2 separate regions of the Pan troglodytes genome follow, and region 1 is linked to region 2. A link is a contact called in public Hi-C data. All regions are on one chromosome and are shown on one strand. The core of a region is the stretch at or near the end of the contact, and the rest is flanking DNA. Distances in the headings are between cores, read along the strand shown. Region 1 holds the start of ADAM10 (ADAM metallopeptidase domain 10). Region 2 has its middle 92 kb from the start of AQP9.

The links. A called contact is a pair of places that touch in the nucleus more often than the background predicts.
Region 1: a Hi-C map of induced pluripotent stem cells shows a contact between it and region 2, with 2.2 times the contacts expected there. The contact joins the promoter of ADAM10 here to the enhancer-like site in region 2. A contact is called at or near these places in 3 of 7 Hi-C or Micro-C datasets (induced pluripotent stem cells and stem cell-derived neural progenitor cells), 1 of 1 datasets of contacts at active chromatin or transcription factors (stem cell-derived excitatory neurons) and 1 of 1 other capture datasets (stem cell-derived neural stem cells).

Annotation. Positions count from the first base shown.
Region 1 is chr16:50,758,594-50,762,598 of NHGRI_mPanTro3-v2.0_pri, reverse strand. It overlaps ADAM10 (ADAM metallopeptidase domain 10), which reads left to right and starts at 1,974. Exons shown (of 16, transcript XM_001172405.6): 1 at 1,974-2,416. The coding sequence starts at 2,362.
Region 2 is chr16:50,242,760-50,247,335 of NHGRI_mPanTro3-v2.0_pri, reverse strand. No RefSeq gene overlaps it. Among named protein-coding and RNA genes, the nearest start is that of AQP9, 92 kb to the right of the region's middle. Within about 2 kb of position 2,630, at least 10 of the 24 cell types and tissues checked have an H3K27ac peak or open chromatin away from gene starts, as enhancers often do. A contact at or near this core is called in induced pluripotent stem cells and stem cell-derived neural stem cells, where this site is marked.

The sequences.
Region 1 (4,005 bases), core at 725-3,224, 520 kb before region 2:
TCTCCCGCCTCAGCCTCCCGAGTAGCTGGGACTACAGGCGCCCGCCATCACGCCTGGCTAATTTTTGTATTTTTAGCAGAGACGGAGTTTCACCATGTTGGCCAGGCTGGTCTCAAACTCCTGACCTCAAGTGATCTGCGGACCTTGGCCTCCCAAAGTGCTGGGATTACAGCTGTTAGCCCCGTGGCTGGCCAAAATAAATACATTTTAAAAATTAAAAAAAAAAATACAGTCTTTATAAGTGTAATTTTCAGTAATCATCTTAGTAATGCAAAATATGGCTTTGGAGTTTTTTCCAGTTGAATTTTAAGGGAAAGTGCCATTTGCCTCTAATCACTGGAATTCATTATAAAAATACTGTGCAACAGAAAACATGCTATAAGGTGGTTTAAGAGCTGGAAAATAAAAATATCATTTGTTGACAGCACTACCACAAGAGATTAGTAAAAAGCACAGGTGATATGCGATGTAATGTCTGCAGGTAACTATTTCCTAAGACTGAATATTTTAATGAAGGAAAAAAAAACCATTCGTGAGATTCTGCCATCCTTTGATGATTCCATGTATCTCATTATAAATGGATACAATTATGATGGTTTTGAAACGTCCGTTTTTGAGCTTATTAATGTTGCAGCAAAACTAGAATCATTCATTTCTCAAACTGAGAATTAAAGAAGACTCTTATGGCCGGGCTCGGTGGCTCCCACTTGTAATCCCAGCACTTTGGGAGGCTGGCGGGCGGATCACCTGAGGTTGGGAGTTCGAGACCAGCCTAACCAACATGGTGAGACCCCGTCTCTATTAAAAATACAAAAAATTTGCTGGGCGTGGTGGTGCATGCCTGTAATCTCAGCAACTTGGGAGGCTGAGGCAGGAGAATCGCTTGAACCTGGGAGGCAGAGGTTGCGGTGAGTCGAGATCACACCATTGCACCCCAGCCTGGGCAACGAGAGCGAAACTCCGTCTCAAAAAAAAAAAAAAATTCTCACTTATGTTAATGGTAATAAATGGTATAAAATATACAGGTAACAGTATAGGAATTCCAGTTTATTACAGTATCAATAACATTAAGGCCGAGCGCAGTGGCTCACGCCTGTAATCCCAGCACTTGTGGGAGGCCGAGGCGGGAGGATCGCTTGAGTTGGAGGTTACAGTGAGCTATGATCACACCACTGCACTTCAGCCTGGCGAGACAGCGGAGACCTTGTCTTTAGAAAGCAAAACAAAACAATTTACACACACACACGCACACACACACTCTCCCTAATTCGGCCTACTCAAGCACGATACCAAATAGATGAAGAATATCTAATTAAATGGCCATAAAAAGTTCTAGTTCATGACATCCAAGTTTAAAGAATCAAAATGAGTTACGAGAAAACAAACACAAGCTTTAAGAAGTTGGGGAGAAGATGTGCGTGGATTCGCTTCAAAGATGTGACAGAGAGAGAAAAAAGAGGACATTTTCTGGACTGGAGATTCAAGACAGTCTGGTTCAGGTTGCATGCTTTTGCAAAGGCTAAAGCCTTAGTCTGTGACATAAATTTGTAAAGAGCTCGGAAAATTACATCTCGGACACGGTGTCTTTTTTTCCTGCTGCTTGAAGGTCTTTGCATTTATGTTCGCATCACTGGGGCAGCTGCCGCTGTAATTACTGCTTGTTGGGACTTTTTGTTTACTTGGTAGCTGTGGTGCACCAAGAGAGGCAGAAAAAGAAGAAAAAAAACCTCTGTTACTTGTGACTTTAAGAAGTGGAAAGCAGCCCCGCTTACATCTTCCACGGACCATTTTAGCCCAAGGGAAGGTCCTCAGCAGCTCTAACACGTAGCGGAGCACTATCTCCGTGTAGGAGCGCTCCCGCCCCGGGGCGGGACCAGGACAAACCCCGCCTCCCAAGCCCAATCCCAGCTCTCCGCCGGCGGACAGGAAGCGGCGGCAGGCCTAGCAGCACGGGAACCGTCCCCCGCGCGCATGCGCGCGCCCCTGAAGCGCCTGGGGGACGGGTAGGGGCGGGAGGTAGGGGCGCGGCTCCGCGTGCCAGTTGGGTGCCCGCGCGTCACGTGGTGAGGAAGGAGGCGGAGGTCTGAGTTTCGAGGGAGGGGGGGAGAGAAGAGGGAACGAGCAAGGGAAGGAAAGCGGGGAAGGGAGGAAGGAAACGAACGAGGGGGAGGGAGGTCCCTGTTTTGGAGGAGCTAGGAGCGTTGCCGGCCCCTGAAGTGGAGCGAGAGGGAGGTGCTTCGCCGTTTCTCCTGCCAGGGGAGGTCCCGGCTTCCCGTGGAGGCTCCGGACCAAGCCCCTTCAGCTTCTCCCTCCGGATCGATGTGCTGCTGTTAACCCGTGAGGAGGCGGCGGCAGCGGAAGATGGTGTTGCTGAGAGTGTTAATTCTGCTCCTCTCCTGGGCGGCGGGGATGGGAGGTGAGGCACGACTGCGAGCGCCGGGGGCGCCGCGACCACGGCGGAGCGGCGGCCGGGCCGAGCGGAGCCCAGTCGCGCCTCGCGGCGTGCGCGTCAGTCAGCCCAGCCGGCCAGCGGCGCCACTCTGGCGGGCCGCGCTCCCCGCTCCCTATTGTCCCCCGCGCCCCGACCGCTTTCCCTTCGGTGGCGGGCCGAGGAGGCTCCCAAGCCTCCGGCGAGGCCTTCCCCGCCCCCCACCGCCCTGGCAGCCCCGGGAGGCGGGGGTCGCCTCCCAGAGAAGCGAAGTCGGGGCATCCGCGTCGCCTGGTGAGAGCGGTGGAACCCAGGCTGGTGGCTGCATCCCTCCAGTCTGCTCGGCGGGCGCCGGTGCAGGCAGCCGCAGCGAGGCTGGCGGTCTCGCCGTCCTCGTTCAGCGCTCATCCTGCTCACCATTCCTCCCCCAGCCCCTGCCCGGTGGCGGATTCCGAAGTCCTCTCCGCCGCCGAGACCCGCCGCGCAGACTCGTGGGAAGTTGTGTTGTTTGCAGCTGGGCTCGTGTATTGTTCTTTACCCGGCGCGCCGGTCCTGACCGACCCCATTCTGCAGAGGGGCCGCCCGTGGAGTGGCAGCAGTCATCACCCGCTTATCTGAGACTAGTGGCCTCGGTTCTTCCTGTGTCCTGTGTTTGGAGAGAGATCACAGGAGGGTGTGTTGGTGTTCATTGAAAACATTTTGTCGCCCAGGGGAAAGGGTTTGGTCGGGAGAAGGGTAAACCATTTGGGGATGTTCTTTGATTTGTAGGCTGGATTGGGTCTCTTAGAGTAGAAGTTCGGTCCCTGGGTGACCCAACTTGAAGAGTTTCGTTAAACTTTCAGGTGGAGTAGATGTACAGTGTAGTTAGTGGATTGTCAAAACAGTGCCCCCTCCCCGCTGCACATGAAAGTCAAATTTGCTAAAAGCATGTCATTTCTTGTTTCGGGTTTTGAAGACAACGATTTTTATTTCCGGTGTGTTCTAGGACCAGCTGCATCATTTTATTCTTGCTTAAAGTGCTTTATTTTAGGTAAGCTTTTTGACTTGCCCCAGAGTAAACTTAAAAACCTCAAGGTGTGCCTAAAAGCAACGGTTGAAAAAATTTGAGGAATGCTTTGGATGAGTGTCTGTAGCCTTTGATAATTTAGAAAATATCTATTTCATGTAATGTATTGTTTCTGTTTTTTTCTTTGCCACTTTGACTTATGACTGCAGGGTCAAGTGTATTTCTGTCCTGTATTCTACCGAGTCCGAGGGTGGTACTGCGCAGGCAGACTTCTGTTATAGTTTGTAGTGTTCATTTTTTTGTTACACGTTTTATTTAATTTTTTTCAATCCAATTCATCAAGCAAGACACACATTATAGATTAAGAGCTGATAATAGATGTTTAGTTTTAAAAAGGATTATGTGCGGGAGACTCTCTGTTAGAGGAGCCTTTTTCATCTGACATTTGTTATTTCTGTTCTAAACGTGGCTTTCAACAAATCGTTTTCCTATCTTTTTTCACTTTTTGTGATTAAATTCAGGAGTTAAGACACTGTTCTCTATAAGGTAATAAAAAGTAAGACAAACACAT
Region 2 (4,576 bases), core at 1,381-3,880:
ATATCTTCGTGTTTTTGTTCCATTTTGCAAGAGATACTATCTTCTTTATATTCTAAGTCCTCTATTGAATTTTTATTTTGATATCATGCTTAAAGCTGCTAAGATTACTTTGTTCTCCAATTGTTTCATTTTAATCATATTCTGTTCTTTTTTGGGGAGAAAGAATATCTAATATAGTCTCATATGTTTGGGGTTCTTAAGTAGAAGTTTTAAAGTCCACCCTCTGTATCTGACACTTTCATCTATTCATTTACTTTTTTTTCTTCTTTTGGTCCTTTGGTTGGGGGGCTTCTAGAGGAGGGTGGGAAGTTCCCTCCAATGGCTGATGATCCTTGGTTGTTTGTTTATATTTAAGATTGTGGCAGAAATAAACTGATTGGAAGCTCTGTGAGTTATTTTTGTGTATTGGGGTGAGGGCGATATGTGGAAGCCCCTTCTCTGTGGGCATTTTCTTTCTCTGGGGAGGAGCCTTCCTCTCCCCTGCCTGGGGCGGAGCTGGAGCCCTCAGTGTGTATTCAGGGCAGAGGAAGTTGACTGTGTTCCATCCCATCGCTCCTACTCTTTCAGCTCATCCGATTTGCTTCTGTGCTCTGCTATAGCTGGAGTTCCAGCTCCTTCTCTGCAGCCATTCCCTTTCTCTGGGGAGGAACCTTCCTCTCCCCTGCCTGGGGCTGGGCTGGAGACTTCAGTGTGTGTTCAGGGCAGAGGAAGGTGCCCGTGTTCAATCCCATCGCTCCTAATGTTTTCAGCCCACCTGACTTGCTTCTGTGCTCTGTTATACCTGGAGTTCCCAAGACTGAAGCCTCTCTACCTTCCAGTTTCTGCAGAGAACAACTCTCTAGTCTCCTCACCAAGGGACTCCCAGTCGGCCACTGGTGAAGGGAGTGGGGGCTGCTGGTTTCTACTCTTTAGCACAAGGACCTCAAGATAAATGCCACTCTCCTTTCATCTGGGTGCCTGGCCCCTCTGAGCTCAAGTCCCTGCCAGCTCGGTAGGCTCTCCTTGGAGAGTGGTGATCTCCTTTCCACCTATCTGCTCTCCCACTTCCAGAATTCCATCAGGGTCTGCTTTCTACATCCCCTCCTGTTCTCTTCATCCTTCTGGATTTATAACTCCACCTCTCTACCCTCTCCCAGCCCACCAGCCAGCCCACTTTGACTTCATTTGAGTGGGTCTTTAATCAGAGGAATTTTGCCAGGAATGCCCAGTTAAGTTTGAAAGTCCAGCCTTCTACTATTAAAAAAAGAATGTTATATGCCCCAAGAAGGCCAATAAAATAATTTTCAATACCTGGCCATTCACTCAAACAGGAACAAGGTGAGCTGAAAAACTTTGAAGCTATTTGGAGGGGTTCTTGGGAGCTTTTGCTACTGAGGCCAGCATTTCTTCTCCATGCCCCTACGCTCTCTGACTGTTTGAGCTTCTCCCCTATTCTTGGGCATTTCTGATGTTGCTACAAGTGCCTGTTCCTTTGCCTTAATGGCAATGCTTCTCTTCCCCTCTCATTATCTTTTCCTTTTTGATCCCAGGTGTAGGGTTACAGATTTGGCAAATAGGATGCCCAGTTAAATTTGAATTTCAGATAAACAACACATAACATGTTTAGTATAAGTAGGTCCTATGCAATATTTGGGACCCACTTATTTTAAAAATATATTTTGTTTGTTGTTTACCTGATATTTAAACTTAACTGGGTGTCCTCTAGTTTATCTGGCAGCTCTATCCAAGTGGGCTTCCTTTTATTCCCTGCAAAACAAGATAGGTCTGAGTCAGGAGAGCCAGTCTGTATCACAAAAGGGCCTTGTCCTCACTGGATTTCTGTTCTTAAAGGGACCCACAGCTATTTACGTAACACATGGCAGCCTAACACCCATGCAATTGTAAATTACAGTCTGCTTATTCATTGTCGAGTTAGGAACTCAACCATATTTCTCAGCTGTCTTCAGTTCTCCTGCTTCAGATTCAATAAATAAATGTCTTGTTCTAACAGTGTTTGTGCCATTGTGTTGCCTTGTTCCTTGTCTGTTCCCATTGCAGTCTTCAGCACTCGGAACTCCCGTGCTCTCCCCGCCCCCAACTCCGCCCCCCAACCCGCTCCCTGGTAGGCACCACGTGAGATCTCCCTGCCATCCCAGTGGGACATTGCTCCCATGGTCAGCATCTCCGTTTCATTCTTTGCAGGATTTGGAGGTAATTCTAACTAGATCTCTGTTTTTGAGAATGTTACCACATCCTGTGGCTTTCCTCCTCAATAGTCGTCGGCAGGTACCAGGTGTACTATACCTGCAGGATTTGTTAGGACTCTGCCCGAGAACATGAACTTGACAAAGAACTCTTGCCCTGAAGAAAAGCTAAATTATGGTTGTACCAATTACATGAAAGAATACAGGAAATGAATATAATGGATATAAAGTGCTCAGGAAAGCAATGCACAAAATAACATTAACATTTTCATCTGGTCCCTGTGGAGTCATTCTTTGTAAGGTCATTCCTTGAAGACAGTTTTCTTTTCAAGTTATAAGCCTGTATGTGTTATTTCACCATGAAGAACTCTGCTTGCTACATTCCTGAGGCAATCCAAGGGGTCAGCTATTAACAGAGCTGGGCTAAATATATCCCTTCCAGGAGCCTCCAGCCTCTGTTCCAGAGTCACATCCTGTGTCAGCTGGAGCAGATTCTCTCCTGCTTCCCTGCCACCAGGCAGCCTCATCAGAGGCCTCAAGGTGTCCAAAGAGGTTGGCATGATAAACTGAGGGACTTCCTTGAGGCCCTGTCTGTTTACCTGAAACAGCTTGTCCACCTGCTCCCCGCTGCAACTTCACCAGCCTCTATACATTTGTGTATCTACTACACATCATACCTGCCTCCACCTAAAATGCAAAGCACAATCTTAACCTCACAGCAAAGACTCACACCGAAGGAGGGTTTTTATACATGAGATTTGAGGGGTTCATCAGATAGGGGAGTATTTGGCTTTTTTCTATTGGGAAGAGATGAAGGTCTTAGAGCAGCAAGTCTGAAATGAAAGCCTATATTTTTCTTTTGGTCTGCTTGGGACTAGGGGTGCCCCTGGGTGTGGGACTTTCAGTGCTAACACTGGGGCAGTGTTGGGTAAACGGGGACAGTCGGTCTCCCTCCATAGCCTTCACCACCGCTATCCTTCCAATTCCCTTCACCGCTATTTCTTATACTGGCCGAGAGAAGGAGAGACTAAGAGGTCAGAGCCTGAAATGGAGCTTTGGAAGTTTTCATCAAACCCATTCCAGATATCTTAGGGGTTTCACACTAAAACAACATTAGGAGGGATCAATATTCACCTTCTTTGAAGGTGTTTGTGAGAAAAAGAACCTTAAGAGATTGAAGGGAAAGATGTATAACTATAGTTTTAGTTTGTAAAACCCTTCTAAAGAGCTGTTTTAAATGTTTGTATATCACTAGCTTGAATTTTATTTTCCAGTAAATGTTTCTAATACATAAAAAATGGAAACGTTTGTGATTACAAGTCTGTAGGGTTTGAACCCAGAGCTACAGTCCGTAATTTTAACAAATCCTCCACCTATTGTTTTGGACTTCACAGTCCGTGGCACTCGGCCTCCACCTGGTGGCAGTGTACCTAAATTAAGTCGGGTTCCTCCCTCCCCTCTCCATATTTTTGTGTGTGGTAAGAGCCTCACTTTTGGGAATTGTATCTTACAAGCCAAATTATAAAGACATTAATTTGTCTCATACTATCGTCCTTATTTAGAATTCAGCATCAATTTGGAGCAAAAACCATCTCTTTATATTTGCTTTATGCTTTATCTTGTGAAGTATTATGAGCCTAATAAAATAATTGAATACTGCAGTCCCTTAGAGAATATGCAACTATTGTAAGCAGATACCATGAAGAACATGACGTGTGAAAATATCATGTGTATAGATTTTATTAGGTGATAATAAATAAAACTTGTAAGAAATTTATTAATCAGACACAATTCATCATGTCCATTATCATACCGAGTTCCACAATTTTTAGGCCCAAGGATTAGGAGTTCACATTAGGGGATGTAAGTGGGGTTGCTTTTACATAGGTAAATCTTTTTTTCTTATATATTCTTTATTTTCTTTTTATTTTGTTAATTCCGCAGCATGAGAATTCTGAAATAATTGCTAAAGTTCATGAGTTATTTTATCATCAACATACTCTGGGATCAGAAGACTCAAAGCCCACTTATTGCTGCTTCTTTGGGGAAAGTCATTTCACTTCCCTAGGGCTAGCTTTCCTGGTCTGTAAAATTGAGATCATAATTATATGTTACCAGGTGGGTATAAGAGTCAAACAAGATGCTGTGTGTACAAGTGCTCTGTTATCCAGATGTTAGTCTCAGGGGCATTGTTATCATGTGCAAATTGAAGGCAAAGATTCCAGTTCATACTTCCCAGCCCCTGGCTGCATTCCATTCTCCATTTAGATCCTAGGCCTGAGTTTCCTTGGAATATATCACGGAATTCTAATTCTCTCTGAACCCACTGGTCTTCTCACTTGCCAGGACCCCTTGCAAGCCGCCAACCCTCACTCTCCACACGCCCAGCGTTT